2 separate regions of the Sus scrofa genome follow, and region 2 is linked to region 1. Evidence: chromatin contacts called from public HiChIP or PLAC-seq data. All regions are on one chromosome and are shown on one strand. Each heading gives the region's core, a stretch centred on a gene start, on an enhancer-like site or on the middle of the called end of the contact. The rest is flanking DNA. Distances are from core to core; before and after follow the strand shown. Region 1 holds the start of PSMD8 (26S proteasome non-ATPase regulatory subunit 8). Region 2 holds the start of MAP4K1 (mitogen-activated protein kinase kinase kinase kinase 1).

Region 1 (2,975 bases), core at 253-2,752:
ACAGATAAATTAGGTCTCATCAAAATTAAACCCTTTTGTGAATCAAAGGATACCATTAACAGAGTGAAAAGCCAACTGATAGAATGAGAGAAAGTATTTGTAAATCATGTATCTGATAAAGACTAATATGTAGAAAATAAAGAACTCCTTTCCCTGGTGCCTCAGGGGATTAAGGATCCCCATTGTCCCTGCTGTGGCGCAGGTTCCATCCTTGGCCTGGGAAATTTCACATGTTTTGGGTGCAGCCAAAAACAAACGAAAATGAAAATAAAGAACTCCTCTGACTCAACAACAACAAAAAACCACAAACAACTCAATTAAAAACGGCAAAGGAAAAAAATGGAAAAGAAAAAAAAAAAAGGCAAAGACTTGAAGGAGTTCTGTGGTCAAGTCAGCAGGTTAAGGATCAGATCCTGTCACTGTAGTGGCCGGGTCCAAAACAAAGCAAACAAAACAAAACATCTGCACGATATTCCACAGTGTGAATATGCAATTGATTTAATGGTTCCCATATTGATGTTTGGATTATTTTTGTTTGTTTGAGCCACCAGGATGTGGTGGAAGTTCCGGGGCCAGGGATTGAACCCATGCCATAGCAGCAACCCAAGCCATAGCAGTGTCAACAAGGAATCCTTAACCTGCTGAGCCGTAAGGGAATTCTGAAGCTGTTTTTTTATAAAGTGTCAAAAATATGTCCATTGATCTCCAGAGATCTCTTTAGTGTATTCCTTTAAAAAAAAAAAAAAAAAAAAGGCATGTTGCATTTTGGAAGGTATGTATAGTATGATGCAGTTTTTCTTTAAAAACTGTTAAAGACAACTTATTTACATATCCATTCATCCACTCATTCAACAAATATTCATTGTCTACCACAAGCCAGGAATACAACAGTAAAAAAAAAAAAAACCCAATAAACATCCCTGCTGTCATGGAGCTGACTTTCTAAATGACAGAGACAAGAGAACTCAGAAAAAGGAGAGACGTTAAGTAGGCAGGTGTGGTATATATGGAGGAATAACAGGTAGGGATAAAAAAAAAATTGGGAATCCTCCCCAAAATGTGGCATATAAAGCCGTTAATATTGGATGATTTTTAAAAATTTATTATAGTTCATTTACAATGTTCTGTCCATTTCTGCTGTACAGAAAAGTGACCCAATTATATATACATTCTTTTTCTCATATTATCTTTTTCTTTTCTTTTTTTTTATTATTTTCTCATATTCTATCATGTTCTATTACAAGCGATTAGATATAGTTCCCTGCTCTATACAGCATGAAGCCTGGATGATTTTTATAAAGCTTCCCTGCATTTCTTTGAGTTTGGGAAGGTGCACTGAGAGATTAGAGAGAAAGACCCAAAGTCAAATCTCAGCTGTTAGTCTCTTGGAAGTTTATGAAGCCTCTCAAACCCGGTCTATAATACAGGAAGAATAACATCGCTCTCCAAACAGCTCCACCACCTAGACAAGAACGCAGCGTCCGGAAAGACCAAGCTGAAGCCAGGGCGGCCATATTGGCTCCGGGAGGAGGGGAGGCGTTGTAAGCGCTGCCCTTTACAGTTTGCAGACTTCCGGTCACCATCTTGAGTGACAGCAGAGGCGGAGCCCCGACCGACATGTTCGTGAAAGGCCGGCCTTCGAGGGCACCTCCCCGAAAGCGACTGAGCACCAAGCGCGGAGTGCGGAGGCCCACAGTCGCAGCCCCGCCCCCGGCTTTGGGCTCCACCTACCGAGCCCACTTCCGCCGGGCAAGCGGCAGTAGGCGTCGCTGCCGTAAATCGGCTCGGCGGTTTGCCGCATCACGGAAGATGGCGGCCGCGACGGTGAACGGGGTGGCTGGCGGCTCGAGCTCGGGGCCTGCAGCGGCCTCGGGCGCAGTCCTGCAGGCCGCAGCCGGTATGTACGAACAACTCAAGGGCGAGTGGAACCGTAAAAGCCCCAATCTTAGCAAATGCGGTGAAGAACTGGGCCGTCTCAAGGTAGGGGTTACCGGGGGCGCTTCGGGGGGCCCAGACCGAACCTAATTCTGGGCTCAGGAGTGGGCCACATTGCTGGCGGCACCAAGGCGGGCTGGGCGATCCAATGGGGTGAAGAATTCGGAACAGCGAAAGTTCGGGCTTGGAGGGATGAAGAAGTGAGAGGGACCTGGAATGGACCAAATGCAGCCCCACGGTGGGGGGCAGGGGGCGGCGGTGACGGAGAGAGTGGTTCGAGCATAGACGAGTGAGAGGTTCAAATTTTGGTGCTTAGAGGCTTAGCTGGCTGGAGTGGCAGGATGGGGGTGTCGGAGTTTTTTTCTGAGGGAGGGTTCTGGACGACGCCAAGTGGGGAATGAACAGTGGACGCGGTGATGGAAGAAGAAAGCTGAGATGATGGGGTGCGTGGTTAAAACCAGGCCACATGAGGGTCTCAGATCAGAGGCTTAGGCGTGCATCTGAGGGGGAGGGGCCCAGCCAAGTTGAGAGGGCAGGATTGAACCTAGGAAAAATATTCTTTTCGTAAAGGACCAGAATGGTGCTGGAGGTGCTTCAGGCCAAGTGTGGGAGTGAGGACAAATACAGTGGCCTGGACCAAGTTGCTGAGGGGGTGTCTTTGATAAGGGATGATGTGTGGGCTGGACAATGGGGAGAGGTTAGCCCCCCCCCACCTTCTTGGTGTAGGTGGAGGGGAGTAGCTGGGCCCATCCCAACAAAGTGTGGAAAAGGATTGCCAAAGAACTGAAGGTGCTAGTGCCCCTCACCCCCACCCCCTTGATTGCACTGGGTCAGGCATGGAGTGGGTCCCCTGTTTTCCCAGTGGGCCTGTTAATACTTGTAATATGAGGTCATTCTAAATGAATGCTCATCATGTGTCCAGGCCCTGATCTGAGTGCTTTACGGGGACTGACTCCTTTAATACGCGTAACAGCGTCATGAGTCAGGGATGATGATTAGCTCCATTTTCTAGGTGGGAAAACCAAGGCTTAGAGAAAGGT
Region 2 (2,975 bases), core at 174-2,673, 190 kb after region 1:
CCTTACCTTGGTAGATGTCCTGGAGAGAACCAGCCCCACAGAATTCCATGCAGATCCAGAGCTTCTGCAGCCTGTTCAAGAGCAGAAATAATCAGAGCTGAAAAAAATGATTATTTATAGGACAGCTCCTGGCTCACTGTCCATCTTGTTCTAGGACAACAAAAACTTTAATGTAAGCGCCGTCGTCTATCTATTGCCCATCCGAGTGACCATCACCCCACTCCCATTTTATAGATGGGGAAGTTGAGACTCAGAGAGGAAATATACGTTTAGGGTCAAGTGGAATCAAAGCCAGGTCTTTGGGCTCCAGACCCATGGCATCCTCTGTTGTTCTATGCTAACCTGGGAGACAGGGCACGGGTCTCACAGGTTGTGGAAGTTCGATGGGGACAGAGGAGCCCAGGATGCCAGGTCTGGGGAACAGAGATCATGACCGAGGCATCTGGGATATTAATTGGGGGGTCAGGAAATTAAGGGGTTCACCTTCAGGAACAGAAAGTGAAAGTGGGGGACCTGAAGAGCAGGACGGTGAAAGATGCGTTTTAGGGGACTCGTTTTCAGGTTTGGTTACTATGAAGGGATCAACTGGAGGGCCCCCGGGTCAGAAATGAGAGTTCTGGATTGGAGATTCGATCTGGTCAAAAAAGTGGGACTTTGGTCCAGGATTGGAGGTCAGGTTAGGGGGTCCCCTGGTCAGGAACGGGAGTTTGGGGGTGGAGGCCGGGCTGGGTGCCAGGGCAGGTCTGGGGCTCATCACCAGAGATAACTGCCGTGGTAGGCCACGATGTTGGCGTGCCGACAGGTTTTCAAGATGAGGATTTCCTTCTGAAGTGTGGACACATCATCGTCTGCAAGGAAGGGCAGAAGAGAAAAGGCCGCTGCAGGGAGGGAGTGTGGGGAGGAGGGAGTCAGGGAGGGGGGGGCGCCACCATCCCGGGAGGTGGGGGGTGTGGGGAAGGAGCTCCTGGGTCCTGTCCTCACCAGGCTCCATCTTCACCATCTTCAATGCCACCAGGTCCCCCGTCACCTTGTCTCGAGCCTTGTAAAGGGGAAGTTGGCAGTCAGGCGGGCTCCATTTGCCTGAGTCCTCCTCAGCATCCCTGAACCAAAACCAGGGACCGGGACCCTCTCGCATCCCCTTCCCTTCTTGGGTCTCCCCCCAAAGGTCACTGGCTTGAGGGTGATGGAGAAGGACAGAGTTCCTCACCTTGAAGACTTCCCCATAGGTGCCGCCACCCAGCCGCTGCAGCAGGTCGTAGTGGTCCCGGGGATCCCTATTAAAAATGTCGGGGTCCACGAGGTCCATTCCTGGGGGCCAGAGCCGGGCCTGCGCCCAGGGGCCAGCAGGGCCTCAGGGCTCAGATCGCTGGCACCTCCCTCCCTCCCCACACGCCCTGCACCCGCCTTGCCTCCACCCGCTGTGGCCTCCCCCCTCCCCACTCTCGCTTCCTGCCCCAGCTCAGGGCTGTGCAGCCGGCTCCACCCCCTGTCCCCTGGGCCCTGAGAGCCTGTTAGGGGCAGCTTGCCTTGGGACCCAGGGGACCCCCCCCTTCACTTCCAGGCTGAATGTAAACCAGATGCAAACTATCTTAATTGTGACCCGGAGGGTGCCCTAACACTCCTTCCCCCATTCTGGGTGGCGGCCAAAAACTACAGTTGAACCTCAGCTGAGTGCTTGAGAGTTTGGCCACGACCGGGAGATGGCAGGTCTGCACAGAGATGGCCATGCAGTGTATGTCACTGTTCACCTGGAGCGCATACATGCACTTAGTGGTAACCCCTGTGCGGTGCAAAGGGCAGTCGATACGTGTGAAAGTACTCAGAGCATATACCTCCACATACATAACACATGCATGTGCATTCATGCCTGCAGTGTGAAGAATCTGCACATAACTCACGAGGCGCTCGCCTTCACCCACAAGACTGGAGCCTATAGGGACTGGGCGTGAGCTGTGGGGTTTCAGTAGCCTCTCACCCCGGCCATTGCCAGCAGAGCACAGCGGCTTTGCGGGCCGCTAACCCTGGCGTTAGGTTGGAGCTTGGGGACCCGGTTCAGGGCTGGAAACTGCGGTGCTCTAGATCCTGCCTCAGGGGTCGAGGCCTGGAGCAAAGGGGGCCTCCGAGAGCACCTTCCTCGGGACTTGGCCATGGCCCAAAGGGACTTCAACAAGTGCATTCCAACACAGTTTTGAGTTCACCACAGCGCGCAGCGCGACGTGCGTGCTCGCCGTCAGGGATTCACCTCCTTCCCAGGGACCTCGCGCGCACATCCCAGAGACTAGGACTGGGTACGCAAGGCCCGGGAAAAGCTCAGCCCCGCCTCCTCGCCTCGAGAGGGCGCCTGCGCACTGAACTAGACTGGTCTTTTACTCACGCCTTTGGTCCTGCTCAAGTGGAGCGTATGCGCACGCGCCAACTGCGCACGCTGGGAAGAAGTCACGTGGCAGCCGGAAAGCGCGGCAGCCGCAGCTAGAGCCTCCTCCATCTTCGCCTCCAGGGCTGGAGAGGAAACAGTGACGTAGTTTCCGTCTCCACCCGCAGTTCCTTTTCCGGTCCTCGAGGACGCCGTGCCTGTAGGATCTTCGGCTTCAGTCCCGGTGTGGGAGGCAAGAGTAGTCATGGCGATGTTTGAGCAGATGAGAGCGAACGTGGGCAAGTTGCTCAAGGGTATCGACAGGTCTGAACCTGGTCAGAGGGAGCGCTTCTGGCCAAGCAGGATGGAGGAGGGGATTTTTCGGGAGACAGCAAGGGTGGTCTGGATCCTGGGCTTGCCCGGGAGTGGGGTTTTTTCAGTCGTCTTGGAGATGTTTAAGGAAACAGCACTGCAGAGGCCTTATGGCGGGCGATAAGCTTGTCTACCGCTCAGTCCTCCCTTTTTTAATTGATGTAAGGCCTCTCTCTCTGCTTCTCGGCTTCCCCTCACTTTCCTTTCTCTCCTCCTCAGTCTGTCTCTCTCAGTGCCTCTTTCTCTCTCC

The links. HiChIP or PLAC-seq counts read pairs in DNA pulled down with a chosen protein or histone mark.
Region 2: an H3K27ac HiChIP or PLAC-seq map of alveolar macrophages shows a contact between it and region 1. The contact joins the promoter of MAP4K1 here to the promoter of PSMD8 in region 1. A contact is called at or near these places in 1 of 5 promoter capture datasets (liver), 6 of 47 Hi-C or Micro-C datasets (blood, embryonic fibroblasts, liver and 1 more) and 1 of 2 datasets of contacts at active chromatin or transcription factors (alveolar macrophages).

Annotation. Positions count from the first base shown.
Region 1 is chr6:47,288,389-47,291,363 of Sscrofa11.1, forward strand. It overlaps PSMD8 (26S proteasome non-ATPase regulatory subunit 8), which reads left to right and starts at 1,503. Exons shown (of 7, transcript XM_005664584.3): 1 at 1,503-1,980. The coding sequence starts at 1,618.
Region 2 is chr6:47,473,667-47,476,641 of Sscrofa11.1, forward strand. It overlaps MAP4K1 (mitogen-activated protein kinase kinase kinase kinase 1), which reads right to left and starts at 1,424. Exons shown (of 32, transcript XM_021094343.1): 1 at 1,208-1,424; 2 at 982-1,039; 3 at 758-848; 4 at 7-71. The coding sequence starts at 1,306. EIF3K (eukaryotic translation initiation factor 3 subunit K) reads left to right here and starts at 2,518. Exons shown (of 8, transcript XM_003127119.5): 1 at 2,518-2,677. The coding sequence starts at 2,619.